3 separate regions of the Sus scrofa genome follow, and all the other regions are linked to region 1. Evidence: chromatin contacts called from public Hi-C and promoter capture Hi-C data. All regions are on one chromosome and are shown on one strand. The core of a region is the stretch at or near the end of the contact, and the rest is flanking DNA. Distances in the headings are between cores, read along the strand shown.

Evidence for each region. Promoter capture Hi-C pulls out the DNA fragments that hold promoters and counts their contacts. A called contact is a pair of places that touch in the nucleus more often than the background predicts.
Region 2: a promoter capture Hi-C map of liver shows a contact between it and region 1, with 3 times the contacts expected there. The contact joins the promoter of LOC100521082 here to the promoter of SOWAHC in region 1. A contact is called at or near these places in 1 of 5 promoter capture datasets (liver) and 2 of 47 Hi-C or Micro-C datasets (heart right ventricle and liver).
Region 3: a contact with region 1 is called in a Hi-C map of skeletal muscle, with 5 times the contacts expected there. The contact joins the promoter of ARID5A here to the promoter of SOWAHC in region 1. A contact is called at or near these places in 3 of 47 Hi-C or Micro-C datasets (epiblast stem cells, heart right ventricle and skeletal muscle).

The regions. Positions count from the first base shown.
Region 1 is chr3:46,545,435-46,548,674 of Sscrofa11.1, forward strand. It overlaps SOWAHC (ankyrin repeat domain-containing protein SOWAHC), which reads left to right and starts at 1,792. Exons shown (of 2, transcript XM_021088390.1): 1 at 1,792-1,869; 2 at 2,010-3,240. The coding sequence starts at 1,792. SEPT10 (septin-10) reads right to left here and starts at 1,243. Exons shown (of 11, transcript XM_021087089.1): 1 at 1,124-1,243. The coding sequence starts at 1,150.
Region 2 is chr3:46,380,361-46,383,600 of Sscrofa11.1, forward strand. It overlaps LOC100521082, which reads right to left and starts at 1,451. Exons shown (of 2, transcript XM_003124818.4): 1 at 891-1,451; 2 at 215-318. The coding sequence starts at 1,389. The coding sequence ends at 1,030.
Region 3 is chr3:46,712,507-46,715,746 of Sscrofa11.1, forward strand. It overlaps ARID5A (AT-rich interactive domain-containing protein 5A), which reads right to left and starts at 1,615. Exons shown (of 6, transcript XM_021087092.1): 1 at 1,503-1,615.

The DNA of each region.
Region 1 (3,240 bases), core at 542-3,041:
TGTTCTGGTTGTGGTCTTTACTATGGTTTTGCATCATGTTATGCATCATGGGTAAAGGATAGAGGAGAATTCCATTATTTCTCACAATTGCACGTGACTCTACAATTATTTCAAATTTAGTTAAAGGTAGGTAGCCTTATTGCAAAACAAACACAGCAACTGACAAGAAATGCAACAGGAATTAAATAATTAAATTCCTGTCAGCCCAAATTTAACTCTGATTAAAGTTCACTCTGAACCAAGATTTATAAAACACATTTTCCTCGCCCACACGTGCACACAGCAACTCTAACAAGGCAGTCCAGACAGAAAAGCTGAGACTTCTCTAAACACAGGACAGACAGGAAAAAGACCTAGGCTGAATCAGGAGGAAAATCCCCCTCTAGGCTCCATGAGAGAAACCGGCTCTGGGATTTTGAACACATCACCCAACCTCTCAGGTTCCTAGAAGCTAAACTTCTGGTCTAGGAGATTGCTTAAACCAGCAGTTTTCCAACTTTTTGGTCTCAGGCCGTAAAGAGCTTTTCTTTACACAGAATACAACCATGAGAGTTACAGCATCATAAGTTAAAATAAAACTTTCAAAATACACAGCCCTCAGAGTGGTGCGGTCCTTCCACAGCGCGTGGCATCTGGAAAACTCCATGCAATGAACGTAACTGGCTTACTCTGAAGCGGCATCGCCAGGCACTACTCTGGCACTGCCATGCCAGCCCCGGGCTAACTCTGAAATGAGGTCAGTGTACAAAGGAACGTAAAAGGTAGAGGACGCCGAACAAATTAGTCACACGTGCTCTCTTAACGCACAAGGGCGCCAGGCGGGAAAAAAAGGCTCCAATCCCAAGGAGGTCCACACCCGCTCTAACTGGGGCCAGGGAGGCCGAGCCCAGCGCGCAGGGTCAGGGGTCCACCCTGCTCTCGTCCGTCCGGGACCGTTACAGAAACCGTCCTCCTTGCAGACTCAACTTCGGGGACGACGGGAAGCCCCGCAAAGCCCCGGCCGCCGAGAGCCGGGAGGGGCCGGGGGGAGGGAGCGGTTCTGCCCCGCCGAGGCAGCCAGACCGCGGGCCAAGACAAGAGGGCGGGGGTCCAGGGGTGGGTGGGGTAGGCTTGGCGGACTCACCAGGTGCCGCGCCACCTCGGAGGCCATGGTCCGGGCGGGGCTGGGCGGGCGGAGGGCCAGGGAGGCGCGGCGGCAGCTCCCGGCGGAGCTAGGCGGCCGGCGGCAGAGGGACGCTAGGGGCGGGGCGGGAGGGGCCGGGAGGGGCGGGGTCCAGCGGCCCCAGTGACGCGAGGAGCTGACCGGATGGCGCGGGGGTGGGGCGAGGGGCGGGGCCCGGGAGGGGCGGGGAGGGGATGGCCGAAGCGGGTCTAGTGGCCTCAGGGACTCCGAGGGGCAAGGCCGGATGGCGCGGGGGGCGGGGCGAGGAGCGGGGCCCGGGAGGGAGAGGCGGGGCGGGGATGGCCGCAGACTGGTCCAGCGGCCTCAGTGATGCGGGGGGGCCGGGCGGAATGGCGCAGGGGACCGGGGAAAGGGGCGGAGCCCGGGATGGAGGGAGGAGAGGGGTCCAGTAGCTTCAGTGACGCGAGGGGCTGGGCGGGGTCCAGGAGGTGAGGGGAGGGGATCCGAGGGGAGAGGTCCAGTGGCCTCAGTGGGCTGGGGGCCGCGGCAGGCCACGCGCACGCGAAGTGGGCCTGTTACAGAAGAGCCCGGACATTTTAGAAGTTGACCAGTCAGTGCAGAGGAGGGGATGGAGCACACTCAGGACCTGAGGAAAAAGACCCGCAAAAATGCCGCCACGGTTCCTCATCGCCGAGGCAGGGCTTGAGCACAGATTGCGGCCCGCGCGGGGACCGGAAGTGGGCGGGGTCAGGGCGTGTTCCCTGGAAGGAACGGTCACTAAAACCCGCTCGGGAACCGGAAGCGGGTGGGCCGTGGCATGTGGGACTAGAGCACAGATCCCGGCCTCTTGGGGACGGACCGGGGCGGGGCCCGTCGGACTTGAGAGGCGGCCCGCGGGGACGGCCGGAAGTGGGCGGGGCCGGCAGGCGGAGGCGTGCCCGCGGGCGCGGCTTGGGGGCGGTGGCAGCTAGTCCGCCGCTGCGGGGCGCGCGAGGATTCTCAGGAGCAGCGGGCCGAGTTGGTGGTTAGCAAGCCAGGTACTCGGGCGGGGATGGAGAGCCCGGCGGAGTGCGGACCCCCGGCCCCGCCAGCCGAGCTGGAGCAACCCGTCGGAGGCGCCCTGGGCGGGACTCCCGAATTGCGCGCGGGCGCCCGCGGCCGTCTCAGGGAGCCGGGGTACGTGGATACCGACCCCTCAGACCCGGCGGACGGCATCCCGAGCGCGCCCCTCGGGAGGCGGCCCCGCGGGGGCCCCGCGGAGGAAGGCGGGAGGCCCGAGGCGCCGAGTGATGCGCCCCTTGGGCCGCGGCCGGGCCGCCCGGCGCCCCGGGACCCGGCGGCGGGAGGCTCACCGCAGCTGCGGCGCGGCCCGGGGGGCGCGGACGGCGGGACCGAGGAGGAGAGCGCGGGCGCGCTGACGCTGGACCCTCTGGAGCACGCGTGGATGCTGTCGGCCGCCGACGGTCGTTGGGACAGCCTGGAGGGGCTGCTGGCCTGTGAGCCCGGCCTGCTGGCCAAGCGCGACTTCATCACCGGCTTTACCTGCCTGCACTGGGCGGCCAAGCACGGCCGGCAGGAGCTGCTGGCCCTGCTAGTGCGCTTCGCGGGCCAGCACCGGCTGCCGGTGAACATCAACGCGCGCACGAGCTGTGGCTACACCGCACTGCACTTGGCGGCCATGCACGGGCACGTGGAGGTGGTGAAGCTGCTGGTCGGGGCCTACGACGCGGACGTAGACGTGCGCGACTACAGCGGCAGGAAGGCCTCGCAGTACCTGAGCCCGAGTACCGCCGAGGAGATCCGGACCCTGGTGGGCGCCCTGGACGAGGACGATGGCGAGAGCAACGTGGGCAGCGGGGGAGGGCGCTGGAGGCTCTCGAAGGTGCTGCCATCGCACCTCATCTCCGGCAGGCACTCCCACGCCCTGGAGGACAGCGGGGACCATCACCACCACCACCACCACCACCACCACCACCTGGCTGAGGGACCGGCTGCGGGCAAAGCAAAGGAGCCAAGTCGCAAAGCCTCAGGCAGCACTAGTGGGCGGATGAAGCCCAGACTTAACAAAATCCGTTTCCGAACCCAGATCATCCACACCACACCCTCTTTCAGAGACC
Region 2 (3,240 bases), core at 201-2,700, 170 kb before region 1:
CAGTTCCAGTAAAACAGCTGGCCAAAAAGATTCAGCTGTCTCCAGGCCAACTCTGCTTTGCAACTGTACCAAGGAACTAGCACCCAATCCTTAAAAAACAAGTTATCTGATCAAAACCACTAATATATCAGTTTTGAGAATCCAGATCTCTCAATTCAGTAAGCTGCACAGCAGGCAAGATACTTTTCCTTTAATAATAATAATAATAATAATAAAAGTTTAAACATCTTTGAACTTTTTATTTTAAAAATAAAATAGATTCATAAAGTGCAAGGAGAAACTATTTCTGTCCAATGCTCTGTATCCATCTTCAACAAGCTGTTGAAAACAGAAAAGAGAAATAAAAATTAGTAATACATAATCGTTAACTTCAAATTATTCTACTGTTTAGTTAAATCATGAAGAATAAGATTTGGTGTTGCAGATAAGAAAACTAAGACTCTGGAAAATTTGCACAGCTCTGATGAAAAAGCCAGGACTAGATGCAAGGCTCCTTACTTCCAAGCCACTCCTCTTTCCACTTGACCAGCACAGTGGAGATGACACAGCATGAATAAAAAGATGTACTATGGTGCTACCAAAAATATAAATAAAAATAAACTGATAAGGAAGTGACAGGAACACTCTAGGGTGTTTTTTTCCTGTGTTTACCGTTTTGAAGTTTAATGTCAAGGTGCAACAACATTGCGCCTGCTAAGATTCTCCCGTAAAATACACGCAGTGAACTGAACTAGACACCCAAGTGCGAGCTATTAGGGAAACTTCCCTCCTCTGTCTGGTGTTTGTGGGGGCAAGTCACCTCCTATGGACTCTCCAAAGTCCCTTCTGCTCCAAGATATCCGTCCGTCCCCAAAGCCTCCCCTTAGAGTACCGCTATAAGTACTGCTCACCGATTCCGGGAAGAGCCTGGCACGGCGGGCGGAGAGCTTGAGGCGAGCCTGGCTTCGGCCGCCGGAGCCCCCAGCGCGGGAGAGAGGCGGCCTCGAGGTGGCCGCGTGGGGGCCGGCGGGGATCGACAATGCGGGGATCTCAGGCCAGGTCCAGCTTCTTCTGCGTCGCCGCCAGTTTGTCCTGCAGCCTCTTTTTCCTCCAGTCCAGGTAGCGCCTCCGCAGCCGGTTGGCCTGCCAGCCCAGGAGCACTCCAGAAGCGAAGGCAACCAGCACTGACAGCTGCAGTGTCCTCTCTGACACATCCGCCATCGCTGCTCCGGGCGTGCAGCGCTGCCTACGGCGGGACGGCGGGGTCAAAAAGCGCAACGCGGTCAGGGGCGGGGCGCGGAGCCTGCGTGCCAGGCACGTCCAGCTGCGCCTCATTGGACGCACAAATTCGTCAGACTCGCCTTCCACGGAAAGCTTGGCTGGTCTTGGAAGCCTCCGTCTTTCCCTCATCGGAGGCCCCACAATTTTATTGTTTGACGTTCCATCAGATGCTGCCTTGCATTATTAGCTAACTTCGGTGGTGCGTCAGCTCATCCTCTTTGTATTTTCTCTCAGCAGTAGTATTCCAGCCAAGTGTGTGACTTTAAATTTTCTGGCAACCTATTAAAAAAAAAAAAAAAAAGACACAGATGAATTTACTTTTAATACTGTATTTTACTTATCTCAATACATAGAGGAAGTTATCCTTGCACATGTAATCGATATAAAAGCTATTAATGAGGTGAGTTTTTAAATACTAAGTCTTTGAAATCTGCTGTAGGTGTTATAATTAACAACACATCTCAGTTTGAACACTAAATTTTCAGTGGAGATACTTAACCAGTATCTAGATTTCATAAAATTTAGTTGAAAGATTAGACTCTTAGACCCTCTTTGTTCCAAACGCATGGAAAATTTCTCTGATAACTGAGTTGAGTATCAGTTTTCAAATTAAATTTAAATTCATTAAAATGTTTTTATAATTTAAGTAACCAGTGCCTCAGCCATGCTAGTCACATATGTGACAGCAAAGCCTAGAGGGCTACACTATTCCAGAACTGAAACTGGGTCAGAGTTGTTGGGATAGAGGGAAGACAAATTCTAATGATGAAAACCAATTCTGGTGGTCACATTCTAAGGTGATCTCCAAGGATTTCCACCTCCTGAAGTTCATACCTTTGTGTAAGTCCTTCCCCTTGAGTAAGGGCTGGATCTGTGACTTGCTGGGATGTTACTCTTGTGATTCATTTATGTTATCTAAAACTTCTCAACAGACTTAAGACTCTCCTTATGGGCTTGATGAAGTAAGCAAAGGTGTTGGAGAAGCTCATGTAGCAAAGAACTACAGGTGCCTCTAGGAACAGTGACATGCCTCCTCCCGCCAACAGCCAGCAAAAAGTCCTCAGTCATTCTACTGTAAGGAAATTCATGTTGCCTGCAATATGAATAAGCTTGGAAGTCCCTTCTTCCCCAGTGCAGCCTCCAGGTGAGAAGACAGCCTGGCTGATGCCTTGATTGTAGTCTTGTAAGAACCTAACAGAGGGACTTCCCGTGTGGCTCACAACATAACTACTCGGCGTTGCTTCTACAGTGGCTGTGGCTCGACCCCTGGCCTGGGAACTTCCATATGCCGCAGGTGCGGTCACTTGAAAAAAAAAAAAAAAAAAAAAAAAAAAAAAAAAAAAAAAAAAAAAGAACCTAACAGAGGACCTGTGTGCCTGGACCCCTGGCCTATTGGAAAGTTGAGATTATAGATGTATGTTGTGTTAATTTGTTACTCAGCAACAGAAACAGATACAGGCATGAAAGGGGAACCAGAATGTGGAGCCTGAACTGTTCTGGAGCAGGGCGCCAGACGTAGCCTCTCTACAGAGTTAGCAAACGAAATTTCACACTCGAAATGAAACCTATCTTCTTACGGGATGATACATACAGTATTGGGTCCAACATGAATTCACTCAAGTCTGTCATGCTTAATGATCATTTATTTAGCAAATATTTGTTGAATGCAGCAGTCGGTATTGGGAATGTAGAAATGAATTTGGCACAACACCTGCCCGCAGACACCTAGTGCAGAGTGAAAAAGATGGAAAAAACAACTATGACACATTCTGATGAATTAGAATATATAGATAAGTATATAGTTCAGCCTTTAAAAAAGAAAAGACAAAAACCTTTGGAAACCTTCTCTTTCTCTCACATTCCACTCAATCTGTTAGTCAATCCTATAAGTTCTGATGGAAGAAGTTTTCACATATTGAGGTATGGGGAAGTCATTCGGGCTTATATATGATATGCCTTGAACTTTATGCTAACTAAAAC
Region 3 (3,240 bases), core at 365-2,864, 170 kb after region 1:
CCCACCTGGGAAACAGGAGACCACAGGGAAGGGAGAGGGGGCAAGGTCTTAGAAGCTAGATTCATTCTCACTGCCGCAGGGCTAATGTCTAAGCCGCTGCTTCTCACACTCTAAATCAAAGAAGGAAGCACTGGTTGTCTGCGGTCCTTCCTAGCTCTACGGGACTCCAAGTCCTAGGTCCGAGAATGTTCCTCAGGGCTTGTACAGATGGTGGCCCAACCCACTAGCTGCCATCTCTTACCCTTCCTCTGCCCTAGCATGGCTTGTGGCCACAGAGACCCCACATCCCCAACAATGAGGATCCGGATGAAGCAAGAAGCACCTTTTATCCTCCCCTCAGCCCGAAGACCCCTGCTCACTAGCTGACGACCTCGCGAACAAAGGGAACCTGGGTCTGACCAGCCCTGTGACCCCACACCCACACCCTGAGCCCTCCCGAGTGCAGCACTGGCCATCCCCACCCCTACCCCAGCGTCCCTGGGGCTGGAGGACGTGCACCTGGCCCAGCCGCGCCCCCAGAACACTGTGCGCAGGGACCCTGGTGAGGCAGCCGCCGGATTGTGGTCCACGGCTCAGACTGAGGTCGAAGCCAAACACCTCTCCTCTGACGCTCGCAGCCCGCACCGCGCATCTCTGCTCTTCGCCAGCGTCACTCCCGGGGAGCCACCCTGTCCCTTCTGAAGACCCGAGGGGATAGAAAAGAAATAAAGGAAAGAGGAACAAAGAGTGAAGCTACTTCTTTTCTGCCGGAGGTGGGGGGCAGAGGAGGGTGGACCGGAGACAAGAAGAGAGACTAGAGAAGAAAAGAAAAAAAAAAGGAAGAGAAAAGAGAAAGGGTAGGGGGCGAGGAGCGGGTAACCGCCGAAGGATCGGCTGAAAGAGGAACAGTTGATTCTTCAAAATGCATTGAGCAAGTTCTTCAAAATCCGCGCAGAGTCACTTTCAGGAAACAGCGGCCGCCAGTGGAAAGCGCCCCGCGCGCCCAAAGGACCCGGGTGCCTCTTCTCGGCGGCGCCGGCGGGTTCTGAGAACCGCCGGGATGTGACGGGGGAGGGGGTGGGAGGGCGGCGGGGGGGTGCTGCAGGCAGAGAACTGCTGCGGACAGCTGTCACAACAAATTAGCTGAGACCAGCTCGAGATTGAAACCACAGCAGGAAGTGGGATGACAGAACCGTACAGGACTTGGTAAATTTCAGTCAAGAGACGACGAGAAGAGTTTCGAGATAAACGCCCGGGAAGCCCCAGGCCGCCAAAACTTTTTGTCTTTCCTTTTTTCGAAGAGCACGCGCCGACACCCGGCCTCACCCTCCCGCGCCGGGCAGAGGGCGCGGGTGCCCCAGGCCAGGCTAGGTCCCCACGCCCTCGCCCCCCGAGTCCTTCCTCCGCCGGGTTCCGCCCCCCAAGGCAGCACCTACGACTACGAGCACCGGGGCTGACCTGGCACAGCAACCTCCCCATCCCGCGGGGCCGCCACCCCCGTCCCGGGCCGCAGAGACACTCACCCATGGCCCAGCGAGGTGCCGCGGCGCCTGCCGAGACCCTCCGCACAGACCGACGTCCCTACTCTGCGCTCTGCGCGCAACTGGCTGGAGGCACGGATCGCCAGCCGCCTCCCCGTGGCCCCGCCCCGCCCAGCCCTGCCTGGCCCCGCCCCTGTCCCACTGTGGGCTCCGGTTGGCGGGTCCGATTCTCCCCCGAGGGGTAGGGGGCCGCCCCCCGAGCCTGAGGAACTCTGGGAGTTGTAGTGTGCTCTTCTTACTCCCCAGGCTCAGCGACCTGGGCTGCAGAAGTAGGTTTCCCACCTGGAGGGGCTCAGGCAGGACAGCCTGGAGTCACTGCTGCCTGGTGCCAACGGAAGCAAAACTCGAGTCTTGGAAAAATCTTCCTTGCTCCCTCCGTAGGGCAATGGGGCAGTGAACAAAGTGCTTCTGACTTGAACTAGGCGGAAGATATCTCCCACTGTCCCTCCTAGCCCAACACAGAAGTAGAGATGGTTGGTATTAGCTGAATGAGGACCCCAGACCGAATTAGCACATCCTTGGCTAAAGCTCTGTGGGGTCCCAGAAATGCCTGGGACAGGAAACCTGCTGGCAGTGGCTAGTGTCCACAATGTCTCAAAGATAGGGCAGCTACAAAGTGAGCCATCTAAAGAGAGGGCATGGCTCTGGGGAGATGAGAGTGAAGCTTCTGATGGAGCATGGGCCTGAGGAGATGCTGAGCCAACTGCAGCAGGGCTTTGGCTGTATTCACTCCACCGTCCAAGTCACATCTGAGGCTCAGGTTTGAGAGCCCAAGGTCTGGAAGCATCATTCACAGTAGCCAAAAGGTGGAAGCAACCCAGTGTCCACTGAGGGATGAATGGGTTAACTGCGATATGGACATACAATGGAATATCACTCAGCCTTAAAAAGGAGGACAATTCCAACACATACAACATGGATGAACCTCGAAGACAAGATATTAAGTAAAAAAAAAAAAAGACACAAAGGACAAATATTGTGTGATTCCACTTACATAAAGTACTGGTGTCAAATTCATAGAAACAAATAGGATGGTTCTTTGCCAGGAGCTTGGGAGAGGGGAAATAGGGAGTTAGTGTTTAATAAGCACGGAGTTTCAGTTTTGCAAGATGAAAAGGTTCAGGAGGGGGATGGTGGGGATGGTTGCACAACAATATGAATATACTTAATATCCCTGAACTGTATGCTTAAACATGGTTAAAATGGTAAATTTTATGTTATATATATTTCACCACAATTTGAAAAAAGATCCACGCTCTCAGCATCGAGCCCTGTTCCTAACACAAAGTAGGCACGCACAGATTTTTGTTGATTAATTTTTTCTTTTTTTTTTTCTTTTTCTTTAGGGCCACACCTGAGGCATATGGAAGTTCCCAGGCTAGGGGTGGAATTGGAGCTGTTGCTGCCAGCCTACACCACAGCCACAGCAACACCAGATCCAAGCGCTTGTGGCGATGCAGCATCCTTAAACCCAGCGAGGCCAGGGATTGAACCTGTATCCTCACGGATGGATACTAGGGGGATTCTTAACCTGCTAAACCAGAACAGGAACTTCTGTTGATTAGGGGTTTTTTTAAGTTTATTTTTTCCATTATAGTTGATTTACAGTGTTTTGTCCATTTCTCTCTTGATTAGCTTAATACAAAGAGCTCTTTGCATTTCATTTACACCATCATTGTCATCATTTTACAGAGTAAAACTGAGGTTCTGAAGGTTAATT